2 separate regions of the Rattus norvegicus genome follow, and region 2 is linked to region 1. The links are chromatin contacts, called in public Hi-C maps. All regions are on one chromosome and are shown on one strand. The core of a region is the stretch at or near the end of the contact, and the rest is flanking DNA. Distances in the headings are between cores, read along the strand shown. Region 1 holds the start of Pank4 (pantothenate kinase 4). Region 2 holds the start of Pex10 (peroxisomal biogenesis factor 10).

Region 1 (6,550 bases), core at 1,734-4,233:
CAGCTGCGGAAGCCGGTGGTGGAGAAGATGCGTCGGGACCGCATCAACAGCAGCATTGAGCAGCTGAAACTGCTGCTGGAGCAGGAGTTCGCGCGGCACCAGCCCAACTCCAAACTGGAGAAGGCCGACATCCTGGAGATGGCCGTCAGCTACCTGAAGCACAGCAAAGGTGAGCTAGGCGCCTGCGCCCGTGTCCTGCTCCCCACCGGTGTGGCTCCCACCGCGCGCGCCCCACTCATGCCGCTCGGTCTCCCCACAGCCTTCGCCGCGGCCGCCGGCCCCAAGAGCCTGCACCAGGACTACAGCGAGGGTTACTCGTGGTGCCTGCAGGAGGCGGTGCAGTTCCTGACCCTGCATGCAGCCAGCGACACGCAGATGAAGCTGCTTTACCACTTCCAGCGGCCCCCAGCTCCCGCCGCGCCTGTCAAGGAGACCCCGACGCCCGGCGCTGCGCCCCAGCCGGCGCGCTCCTCCACTAAGGCCGCCGCCTCCGTCTCCACCTCGCGCCAATCTGCCTGCGGCCTCTGGCGGCCCTGGTGACCCAGCGGCCGACGGGTGCCTGGAGCTGACCAGAGGACCAGCTCGTTCCTCTGTTCCTCTCGATGTGGGAAGACATTCCCCAGCCGCGTTTCAGCCCCAGGTTGGCCGCAACCTTCTTCCGAAGGCTCCCTCCCCAGGCTGGCTGGCCAGCAAGGGGGGTCATTCTTAGAGAATGTGCGTGCAGAGTTGTCATTTGGGGATAATCAGGGTCCACCCTCTGCCGCCTGTCCGACCCCATGGGGTTGTTTTGTGTTTGCATTTCAGCAAGTGACTTCTGCGAAGTTCCCGGTCGGTTTCCACCGGGTGTTCTATGATATTTGTAGAGTTGGGGGTTGGTTGGCTCACCCCAGCCCATAGAGTAGAGGACTTTCTTCAGGGCCCGTGACTGCTGGGCAAGCGCCCTGCGGGCGGGCTGTGCCCTGGGCACATTTGCCTTTTGTGAAGGCGGAACTGCAGGTGTTTCCTCAGAGGAAAGCACTCAGCCTGCGTGGGTGTAGGACCCCTGGGACCTCACCTTAAGGTCCACATGGCCTTGGCTGTCTGGTGCGCGCTCACAGTGGGCTGTCTGGGAGGGTGGGGTCTCCACGACGATCCTCAAAGGATTCCTTTGTATGGGAGGGTGCGTGTGGGCACAATTTTGTACTTAGAATTTGAACTCTTGGTTATGTGGGAGAACACAAGCTGTTCTGAAGGCTTCTAATAAAATATCAAGCCCTATGCCATGTCTGTGCCTCTCTGTGCATGTCTGTCCTTGGCAGCCACAGGGGTGGCCTGCCTCCCTCGTAAATGGAGGTGGAACAGTGGGATCTACCATGTTTCCAAACCGGGATCAGGACGGGTGCTTGCTGGTGGTCCTCTGACAGAGAAAAAGAGAGGGCAGGAGGAGCATATAGAGCTGTTGATGCTCTCACTGTGAACAAGACCTGGGTAGCTGCTGCGGTTCCCACTAGCTCCCAGGAGGGGGTCGGGGACGGGATCCTAACAACTGCAGACCCTCTGCTCTGTGCACTGAGAGGAAGCTGAAGGCCTAGGTGGATCTCTTGCTGCAGCAAGAGGCTCGGCTGTGCCAAACCTGAGAGAGTATCTGGTCCAGCTCCCGCTTCCCTTAGTATACCTGCTTAGCTATTTCATAAACACCCTCCCTCCCACAAGGTGACTAGGGCCAGGGCCGACCCATTCCATTCAGCCATGAACCTGGTAGGTATGGTCCATTGTCTGAGACAGGCTGTCTGTCTGCTTTAAGGTAGGCTATAGCAGGTCGGTCAAGTTCACAGCTTCCAGGTGTCCCAAAGGCAAAACCCACGGAGCAAAGAGTGGGGAGGATCTGGGTGTGTCTACATGTCTTCTGAGTGACAAAGCCACAGATGTGGCCCCTGCCCTGACTCTAACCTTTCCCACCCCACCCCCTTATTCCTTTCTATCTACTCTGCCAGTGACCACCTGAGGACCCTGCTGAGGCCCACACATAGCAAGCAAGGACAGACAGCCTCATCCGCATTCATTTAGCTTACCACAGGAGCAGCAGAGCATCTATGAACAGGGAAGGAGGCCACTGTCCTTGTGGAGTGTCCTTCTAAACACAGGCCTGAAGCTGCTGGGTCGCCTCACTCTCAGGAGCCCTGCCACCCTGGAGCAGGCTCTCCCATCCAGAATATGTCCACTCTGTTGGTATGCACATACAAAGCTTCCTCCTCCCTGAATCAATCTAGATATATGGTGACTGAGCCTGTACATCGCCTCAAACCTGTGCTCCAGGAACCGGGCAAGTCAGTCAGTGTCAGCCTGCAGACAGAACCTGAGAGCAAGATATTAAGTTACGAGAAGGGCCTCTTGGAGGACACAGTGCTCTCTCTCAAGGGACCTAAGTCAACAGGCACTGCAGATCACCTCCACTTTGAAACCCTGCCCCCTCTTCCAGGCACCCCCCACACACACACACTTTCTGCAGATTGTCATTGAAGTGCCGATCTTCCCAGTTTCAGACACATGTCTCTATCCCATATCCCTTCCCTATAGCTGGGCACTCCTCGAGAGTAGAGTCCTTAAAACTACTCCAGTTTACATGGGAGTTTTAGCACTGAAGGTCACGCGTCCTTGGGAAACCAGGATGATGGGGTGACCCTAGCAGAAACCACAGCAGCTTGCAGGGTCAACCTCACAGCAGGAGATCTGAAAGCAGGATCGCCAAGCTCAACCCAACTTAGCATCTAGCCAGCTCAGTGAAATAATATTCCAGAAGCTTGATATTGGTAGTTTGGAGAATAACGGCCCTCTCTTCCGCAGTTCTGGTCCCTAGGACATTTGTATAGGATGGTCCGGTGGCCCGGCCTCTCGCACAGGCGGAGGGGGCGGAGATCATTAGCATAATTTATGCACGCGGTCGTTTAGCAGTCAATTATATGCGCATATATTTCCATGGCTGATGAGGCTGGCCGGGCACTTTCAAAATGGCGGAGCGTGGAGCGAGTGGCGGCGGGAGCGGCGGGGACAGTCTGGACAAGAGCATCACGCTGCCCCCCGACGAGATCTTCCGAAACCTGGAGAACGCCAAGCGCTTCGCCATTGATATAGGTAGACACGGACCCGGTACTCGAGAGGGTGGCCAGAGCAGTGGGCACGGGAGGCCAGCGGGGGCGGCGGGAAGGACGAAGGGCGGGGGTGCGGGCCATGCGCACAGCCTCACGGGTCGCCGCACAGCCTCTTGGGACTGATAGTGTGTGTGCAGCGTCTAGGTGCAGGATCGAGCCGGCGGTCGGACTCCAGCTCCCGGTAGGCGCTGCGCGGTTGGAGCGGGGCACGTCGGGCCTCGTAGTCCGCGCAGTGCGGGTGGATCGTGAGGGCTCGGTGGAGGGACGGGCGGGGCGGGTGGCCTCGAGGGTCTTGGTCTGCTCAGAATCCCCTGGGATGGGGTTGGCCTTGGCCGGGCGGCGCAGTCCGCCGGAGCTCCAGCTTCACAGACTGCTATGGAGAGGTGGGGCCTGGACACTTGCCGCGAACGCTGGGTATAAAGCTCCCAGCATGGTCCGTGGCTTTGGGCTCCTGCACTACCTTTCCAAAGGCCGCTGCCTCCTGGGTGTCTGTCTGGTGGTTCACTTCCCTGCCGTTCCTCTACAGGCCCACCTAAGGTCTCCTTCCCACATTGGGCTGCCCACTAACAAGTCCTCGGGGAGGTTCTGTCAACGTGCTGGTGTGCAGATGTGGAGACCAAGGCACTGAAGAAGGCTAGCTTTCTCCGGGGTCTTTCGATTCGTAGATAGCAAATCCAGGATGGGAGCCGGCTAAGCGTCCCCACTAGTCCCACCCCCAAGCACTCTGCTCTGCTTCCTGTTGTTGGAGAGCTTTGCACCCAACTGCTTGCAGGCATTTACCCGTGTGCCGCTTGATGCCAGCGTGGTCAGCGAGGCCCCACACAGCCAGGCAACATCCGCTGTCTTGGACTTAACTCTATGAATGAATGGGTGTGCTGCTGGCGCTTAGCCTCCTTGAAAAGCCTGAGTTGTTAAGAGACTGTGAAGATTCTCTTTACTTCTGGAATATTGAATATGTTCCCTGCCCTCTTGCTTTTGGGTTGTTTCTCTAACGTGCTCTTTCTTGGGAGGAATGAGATGTGGATGAGAAAGCAAAGCTGGCCTGCTGGCCTGGCCTGTGCTCCAACTTTATCAAGGGCTTAGGAGGGTGATGGGGGAGTAGGCACCAGCCAAGATTCTAATAACACCTGAGATAAATTGGTGACTGGCTGTATATTGGGCTAGAAGTGATGAGCTTGCAGCCCCAGCAGAGGGGACTGTCCACAAACCAGACCTCTCCAAAGGCCCCAAGGCAGCTGTCCCAGGATTCTGAGACCTTCACTCCAGGGCTAGGTTTTGTGCTTTGCCCTGTGGTCTTACACTTCGTTGGGAAGGAGGCAAAATTAAATATGTCTGGAAAGCAGTTGGAAATGAATTTAAAACATCACCAGGCAGTTGAGAAAATAGGGCCCACCTCGGATAATCTGGGTGGCACCCAGAGACCATCTAACCAACAGCCGTAAAGTATGAGCTGTAGTGGAGGCGTGCCCTCAAGCTGAAAGCCCTGAGGTCAGACACGGGCTACCTTGACTGAAGGACATTGCAGGAGATGTTCACTGCAGGGAATGTTCAGTGTTGGGTTTTGCTGGGTCCTGGATCTGAGCCTGGAAGGACATGCGTTCCTGAGAACAGACCTCTTTTCTTTTGTTCATTCTTTCTCCCCCCACACCCACCCCCTTTTCCTGCAACCGATGGGAGATCCCAGCTCGGGATGGGGTTGACAACTCAGGCACCTACGAAACATGCTCGTCCAAGTGTTGTTTAAAAACAGACTTCTCCTGTTTCCTCTCTCCTCACTGTGTCCCTGGATCCAGGAAGCCTCAGCTGTTCTGTGTTCTTGGCGAGCCCTTTTCCTTTCTTGGATGGGGACACTGATGTCAGCTGGGTTGACACTTCTGGAAACCCAGGCAGTAGGAAGGGCACACAGGCAGGAAGAGACTCAGGGGTCATAAACGTGAGGAGGCTAGCCTGCCCTTCCTGGTGCGGGGAGGGGGGGGGGTACATGGGAAAGTCAGGGAACAACTTGGTGGGATTTTTCTCCTTCCACCATGTGGGTCCTGGGGAATCAAACTCCAGACAGCAAGCACCATTACACCCTGACCCATCTCAATGGCTTTCCTGTGGTTTCCGATGAATTGCTTAAAATACATCTCCGTCCGTTTGCACAGTCTTGTCTTTTAGGAAACAATGCATCCTCAGAGGGGGTTATACAAGCATTTAGAATGAGACAAGCCAGAGGACAGGCTGGGATTGGGGGCAGGAAAGAGAGATCAGGAGGCTTAGGACTATGGCCAGGCATGAGATTAAGCTCATGATACACTCACTAAACCAAAAATGGGCCTCTCTGTGTGCTGCTCCAACAGGACACACTGCCTTGTGACAGTTTCACTGAGGGGAGATCTCCAGCCTCTAGGCGCCCTGGTTCCCAAATGTCTGTAAATTTGAGTATCTGTCTCTCCTGTAGTTCCTTAGTATCTCTTCAAAGCCAACACTTGCCGATAACCTAACAGTTTACTTTGCCACTGAGAAGCCCTCGCCTGGTCATGCCCCTGAGAGATGTGGCCGCAGTGGGGTGTGGACATCCCCATTTTCCCCACGTGTCACCCGGGGTCCCGTGAATCTGCAGTTGTTACTACAAACTGGAAGGTGTCTTTTCTGCAGGGGCTTGTCCTTGGCACTTCCCTCCTCTGCAACTCTGGGCAACTCTGAGCAACTCTCCCTGGAGTGTGTGGCTCAAGTGGACAGAGGACTTGTGCTTTTTTTCTGGAGCCCAGAAGCTGGCACCCTGCAGTATTCCATGGGTGACAGGGTTCTGTGAAGATGTCCAGAGCCTACCTGACTCCAGGTGTGGCAATTGGCGCATACCTTGAGTCCCACCACTTGGGATGCAGAAGCAAATGGAGCTCCATAGGTTCGGGGCAGCTCGGTGTACATTAGCAGACCCTGCCTCACAAACTGAAGGAAATGGATAAGCAGTAAAAAACACCGACCATTCTTTAAGAGGACTCTCATTCGATTTCCAGCATCTGTGTGGTGGCCAACAAACACCTGTAGCTCCTTTTACAAGGGGAACCAACGCCCTCTTCTGGCCTCCTCAGGCACTGTGTGGACATGGAGGTCAGGCATTTATCTAGGCAAGATATCCATGCACTGAGATAAAAATAAAACCTCAAAAAAAAATTTAAAAAGATCTAGAAATGAAATCTTTAAAAACAACAAACAGCAGAGACTGGGGCCCGTGAAAGCTGTTGACTTACACTCCCTTGTGGGGTTTGGGCTGCTCCTTCAGCTCAGAGTTCTGAAGGCTGGGGCCGCTCCTGACCCTAATCCCCTTAGGTAAGCCCTCCCCGATGACCCTGTGCGTCTCAAAGATGCTGTGTGTTACCCACCCTGATCTGTTAATGAGAGGTCAGGTGTGGACGGGTTTGCTTAGCTGAGACCCG
Region 2 (6,550 bases), core at 3,007-5,506, 100 kb after region 1:
AGGATTAGGAGACGTGGAGACAGAAGCCACACCTGAAGTGCAGGTGTCTGCCCTACCCATTCCCCACAATGCCTCCTGCTCCAGATTCCACTCTCTATGTCAGGGGGCTGATGGGTAAGGCAATGGAACTTCATGATGGTCTCTAGCCCTCCGGCCCCCGACAACTAGTTACACTGTCCCTAGCCCTGTCCAGGAAAAGCCTAAAAGGCCCTGACCTTCCCGGCTCATTCCACTCCCAGCCTAGATTCCCTCAGGCCTCACTAGCCAGAGATCACTCTTTAATGTATATCCTATAGTGTCTTAGAGTGACCAGCCCTCCTGGTCTTCATCCTACAGGCGCAACTAGAAAGCCAGCCCATTACATCCCCGCTCAGTTACAACTTGTCCACCAACCTTATGCTGCATGTGCCCGTGTCCTCCAGGACGGGGGGCCCCCTCCTCCTCTGGAAAACATTTCCAGATCTCCACTCCCGGGGACCATTGTGCCAGCCCGTTATTATCTGGCCACCATTCAGGACGATGGCTACGGTGTGAAGACCCCCTCGTTCTGCCAATAAGGTCTTGGGGCGAGACCACCCATTCCATCAGCAGGGGAAGAGCTGTGAGTGAGTGGGACCAAACAAATCTGAATTCAAACACTACACTGAACAACCTCTAACCTGAGCTAATGCCACCAGGACTGAACTCCTTCTTTCCCAGCCCCAGGGCTCTGTTTCAGTCCCAGCTCCAAATTCTGAGAATGGAGAAAGGCCCAGACCTCACAGTGGCTCAGCACTGGGAATCCAATTCTTTTTTCTTTTCTTTTTTCTTTTTTTTCTTTTGTCTCCAGGGTCAACACAGAAACACAACACCTCCTACTCTGGGTCCTGGCTAAGGGCCCACCTACCTGTGCCCCCAGAACAGCTCAGAGTCCCTTCTCACCTCCAAGAAAGGTTTAGCTTCCCTGTCCCAGTCCTACCCTCACTAGCAAACCTACAGGGAAGAGGAGGAGGCTCCCAGAGATCTCTGCTTACCAGATAGAGCCTCCCAGGCTCAGTTCTGGGACCTCACACTCCCTCCCAGTACCCCCACCCTTTCTTGGTGCCCACAGTACCTCCAGGGCTCCAATCTGCAGCAACCAGAGCAGCTGGCTGTGGGGTGCTCTGAGCTTCCAGTCTGCCTGCCCTGGGTGGAGGAACCTGTTTTCCGGGTTTGTGGCTCCTGTAGAGGGGCCTCTTGCCTAGGGCAGGCCCCACCCTAACAGTCACGTCCCTGTAAGTGAGTTACTCCTGGGCGGGTTGTTGCCCAGTCCCTCTATCCCTCTGCTGTTAAAGGGTGCAACAGGAAACATAAGGAAGCCTAGCTTTCAACCCTGCTCCATGCCCCGGGTGGTGGTGCAGGCCTCCCAGAACCCATCAGACTTAGGTTGCAGTCCTAGTCCTCTCCCTGTTCCTGCACGGAAAGCATTGACTTGTCCCTCCTCTGGTTCCCAGGAGACCAGATGACAGGTGAGGGTGGGGGCTCTACAGGATCACCTGGTAACACCCTTGCCTCGAGGCAGGTGTGGCCCCACTGTACAACCCCAGGGCCAGATCCAAAGAAGAGAAATGGAGTTTTCTTGTTTGGCAGCTGTGTAGCAAGCCCCATTATGGGTGTGATGTATACAGCAACCACCAGAATGGTAAATCCCTGCTAGGGGCAGAGGGAAGATTTGCAAGGAATCAAAGACACTCGGGCAAAGGGAAGTCTAAGTGTGCCTTCATTGATAAGTCAGCTAGTTGGTGCTAGAAGGTTTAACCTGGGGTGCAGAGGTGGGGTGGGGGTGGGCACAGAGCAGATACAGAGGAGCCACCTGCTCGGCATCCCCTCCATGTTCCCAGGGCTCTCCCAAGTTCTGGCTTACTCTGTCCCTGGCCTCCATAACAACAGAACTATATTAAAAATTCTCAGATAGGGCTGGCAATAGAGCTCAGTGGAAAAAAAAAATGCTTGTTGCACCAGTATGAAGAGCAGAGTCCAGATCCCTAGAGCCCACATAAATAAGTATCTGATGGATGAGGTGGCCCACCTGAAATTTCAACCTTTGCAGGTGGAGGATCCCAAAGTAAGTTAGCTAAGAGGACTAGCCATGTGGGTAAGTTCTGGGTTTGTTTCAAAGACCCTACTCCAATGAAGAAGGTGGAAGAGCAATCCAGGAGGATGCCAGATATCATCCCTGGGCCCCCCCACACACACACTCACATGCATGCACACACATGTGCACACATGCACACTCACATATGCACACACAAGCAGTCATATGCACATGCACACATGCACACACTCACACACATGCACTCACTCACATGTGCACACACACACTCATACACCACACATCTACATATGCCCATACATATACAAACATGCATATACACACATGCATACGACACACACAGTAAATATAATTTAATTTAATAAAATCAGAAAACAGAGTGGCCATCCGTGGTCAAGGACATCAGGCAGGACAACAAAACTCCCAGTGTGTATGACTTTAGAAGCAGTTGTTGAGAGACAAAACTGTAAACGCTGCCTCAAGGGTGGCTGACCTTTGCTCCAGAAGCTTCTGTGTCAGAGACGCAGAATTCCTTCCTGTCCCAAATCCACTACCAACCTGCATCTCTATGTGTGCCCAGACAATCCCTGTAGTCAGAGCTGGCATAATGGGCTCTCAGTAGACACCAACTGGTTACTGCCATTATTTCTGGTCTATAACCAGAAACCTGAGGCTCACCAAGTGAAGGAATGTACAAGCCATACCTTGTCCCTCACAGAGCTCGGGAGGGCCCCAAGGCGGGCAGTCAAAGCCCAGCCCAGAGATGCTCCAGTGAAGTGTCCCCAGGGAATGTCACTGCAATTGACAAGAGGGAATTATGGTTGTCTCACAGATTGGGGTGGCCCTCAAGCAGACCGGGAGGTGCATATGGGAGAGTCAGGGCCAGAACTAGAACTGTCAAGCACTCTGACACACCTCTGGTGCCTTCCCTAAAACCCTCAGGAGCCTGACCTTTCTGTCCTCCATCCTTGAAGCAGAGGGAAGAGTTTACAAGGAGCAAAGTCACAGGTGCAGGCTCAGGCCCTTTGGGCTTCAGGAAAGGGGTAGTCAAAGGGAGGTGGCAAGGGGCACATTACTCTTCAGCAAGCAAGAGCTCTTGTTCTACCACCACCTTAGATATTCTGGAACCCTGAAACACTGAAGCAAAGGGGGACTCGAGGCCATATGGTCATCTGGGAACCCAGAGAGCTGATCTACAATGATGTCACTATTCTCAGGGCACTTGCCCTGCCACTTTCTCTCCTCACTGAAAGGCTTCTTGTTTCCCCAATCTACGTGGAATCTCTTTGGGTTAATAATCTTTAGCTGCCCAAACTGGTAGAAAAATGGGCTGATGGCTCCACCTGCTGGTCATCCTGGGTTTTGTCGCTTAGGAAGAATCCTTGAGAGGAGTGTTTTATTATACAGCCCACAAAGGAGGAACCTGAGGGTCAAGGCACTGGTAAACAGTTGAGACGAGGTCTGTGCCTAGGATTTGAGCCCCTGGAGAAGCACATTTAAGCCGAATCTCTGGAAACAACAGATACTTGAATGGTTTTTCTGGTCTTGTTCCCGATAACTGAGAGAATCCAAAAATGCAGTCGGGTGTAAGGATCAGTCCAGGAGGGGACACTTAATACAGGCCATATACCATGGTTATGCTAGAAGTGAGCTTCTGAGTTTGAAGAGAAAAGTCTTCCAGGGACACAAAGCAGCCTCGGGCCTTCAAAGAATCTGCATTTCGAACTGTCATATTTGATTTGGCCAGAAGCTTGTGCCTCTGCATGAGCCGTGACTGCCTCCTGGCAGTGGTCAAAGGTACTATCTGAAATTGCCCAACCCAAGCAGAGGAAACCAGGGCATAGGCAGCGAGAGGAACTCCAAACGGGAACTGGGGACTTTCATAGTCCGTTGGGATCACGGGGCTATCCTAAAAGGTTCACCCCTGCAGTCCCAGAGACACGTACCTCCTGCCAGAAAACGGGACCTGAATCAGGCCAAAAACTCACCTGAGAGGCTGAGCTCTCTAGGGGTTCTACCCACATGTCCCTGTCAGTATACGCCACTTCACTGTGAGGCTCCACCCTCCAAGCACAGGCCACACCCCTCCCTGAGTATCCCCGCCCCTCCTGCATGGTCCCGCCCTTATCCCCGCCTCCACGGATATCACGCCTAGGCCCCGCCTTCGCCCTCGTGGTCTTTGCGGCCTGCGCCCCACGACAGAGGTACGTCGAGCGTCACAGGCCCCGCCCACGAGGTGCGCCGGCGCGGTGCGAGCTCACCGACCGAGTAGAGCCATGGCGCAGGCGGGTCCTCCAGAAGTGATCCGGGCGGCGCAGAAGGACGAGTACTACCTGGGAGGCCTGCGGAGCGCGGCGGGTGGAGCGCTGCACAGCCTAGCGGGTGAGCGTTCCGGGCACCCAGACCGGCGGCAGCTCCAAAGCTCGTTAGGAAAGCGGGGATCAAAACAGACATACACACTGCTGAACACATTGCAGGTCTCTGCCTGGCAGTGCCAACTAAAAGTGTTTCTCAAGCATTTGCCCATTTACTCCCCAAACGCTCCTACAGGTTGGACCTAACATTATTACTCTCATTGGTAGATACGTGGATCTCATAGGCAGGGATTTGGGATTTCAGAGAGACGAGATTTGATGCTAAACAGGTCGCCTCTGACTTATGTTCTTAGCGCTACCTAGACTTTCCTGGGGCCCCATGGCTAGAGCCTAACAGTTCCTAACTCGACAGTTACAGTTGAGGGGTTCTTAAGAGGTGGTCTTCGGGGGCTGGGGATTTAGCTCAGTGGTAGAGCGCTTACCTAGGAAGCGCAAGGCCCTGGGTTCGGTCCCCAGCTCTGAAAAAAAAAAAAGAACCAAAAAAAAAAAAAAAAAAGAGGTGGTCTTCGTCTCGGAGTCATTCAGGTCAACCGGGGCAGCAGAGGTGGTGAAGGGAAAGAGTTGTTAAGGGTCGACCCAGAAGGGACTTGACATGGACTTTACCTGACCCCTGGGAACTGGGGGAGTGATCTTAAGTGAACCACTTCACCTCTCCAGAGCTAATATTTTTCTCCTCTCAGGTGCAAAGAAATGGCTGGAATGGAGGAAAGAGATCGAGTTGCTCTCAGACATAGCCTACTTTGGCCTCACCACAATTGCAGGTAGCTGTGCTTGGCGGGTCCTTGGCACGGAGGGGCCCACAACCTATCCAGGTCTGCAGGGGATGGGGAAGGCTGCCAGGCAAACTGAGCAGCTCCTGGAAATCACCTGCATTAGTCTCAGGGAAGGAAGACAGTGGCCAGACGGGGTACTGCCCCAGATTCTTAAAGGCCTCTCAGCAGAATGGGACTTTCCTTTGTATGGGATGTGAGGCATTGCAAGATACAAAGCAAGACACTAACATGGGGGACAGAGGTTGCTATGGCCTATGAGCAGGGTCACAGTGAGACACATAGATAAAGAGCACAAGGTACACCACAGGTCTGGCTTCAGAGACAGGAGGTCAGGCTTCATCTTCTACAGGGTGAACTACAAGAAGCTTCAATCGGGGCAGGCGTAAGGGCTTTTTATCTCACTCCGTGTGACAGTATCAGGTAAGCAGCTGTATGTATGCCTGATACTTAGGACTGAGCCAGATGCAGACTGAGCCAATCTGGAAGGTAGAAAAGCCACAAGATTAGATCCCATCACTTGGACAAGGGGATAAGGGTTTGACAGAGGAAGGACTGGGAAACAGTAAAGAAGGAAGGGAACTGACAGGGGAAACAAGACCTGTTCCAGAGTGGCAGTCTGTGTGACATCGTGAGTTCACAGCAAGGCCACAGTGGGGTTTAACAAGTTGTGGTAGCCTTGGCTAGGTCTCGGGGTGACTGGTGAGGCTGGGGGGACACAAGCCGGCCTAGAAGCTTGTCCCTGGACCTTCACCACCGTGCATTAATCCTCAGGCTACCAGACACTTGGAGAGGAGTACGTCGGGATCATCCAAGTGGACCCATCCCGGCAGCGTGTGCCCTCCAGGCTCCGACGTGGAGTGCTGGTTGCCCTGCATGCTGTCTTGCCCTACCTGCTAGACAAGGCACTGCTGCCCCTGGAGCAGGAGCTGCAAGCTGAGGGCGACGGCACCCGGGCCTCCCAGGGGAGTCTGCTACCCGGAGGACGCAGCCGGTCAGGGGCACGGCGCTGGGTGCGTCACCACGCAGCTACCCTGACTGAACAACAGAGGAGGGCCCTCCAGCGGGCAGTCTTTATCCTGAGACAGGGCTTCGCCTGCCTCCACCGGCTCCATGTGGCTTGGTTTTATATCCATGGTACCTTCTACCACCTGGCCAAGAGACTGGCAGGGATCACTTATGTAAGTAGCAGTGCCAAGGGGACTGGTGTGCAGGCTGGGGTCCTCTGAGCAGCTCATTTGGGACCCATGCTGACACGATCACAGCCAAGCGCTCTGCTTCCAAGTTGCAACTGAAACTCTGTGCTTGGGAAAGAGTGGGGTTTGTTCAGTTAT

The links. A called contact is a pair of places that touch in the nucleus more often than the background predicts.
Region 2: a contact with region 1 is called in a Hi-C map of hepatocytes, with 2.2 times the contacts expected there. The contact joins the promoter of Pex10 here to the promoter of Pank4 in region 1. A contact is called at or near these places in 4 of 12 Hi-C or Micro-C datasets (Schwann cells, hepatocytes, mammary epithelial cells and 1 more) and 1 of 1 datasets of contacts at active chromatin or transcription factors (oligodendrocytes).

What each region holds. Positions count from the first base shown.
Region 1 is chr5:170,804,766-170,811,315 of GRCr8, forward strand. It overlaps Pank4 (pantothenate kinase 4), which reads left to right and starts at 2,984. Exons shown (of 19, transcript NM_133531.2): 1 at 2,984-3,111. The coding sequence starts at 2,988. Hes5 (hes family bHLH transcription factor 5) reads left to right here. Exons shown (of 3, transcript NM_024383.1): 2 at 4-169; 3 at 260-579. The coding sequence ends at 540.
Region 2 is chr5:170,905,880-170,912,429 of GRCr8, forward strand. Pex10 (peroxisomal biogenesis factor 10) reads left to right here and starts at 4,257. Exons shown (of 6, transcript NM_001109405.1): 1 at 4,257-4,453; 2 at 5,127-5,207; 3 at 5,991-6,397. The coding sequence starts at 4,348.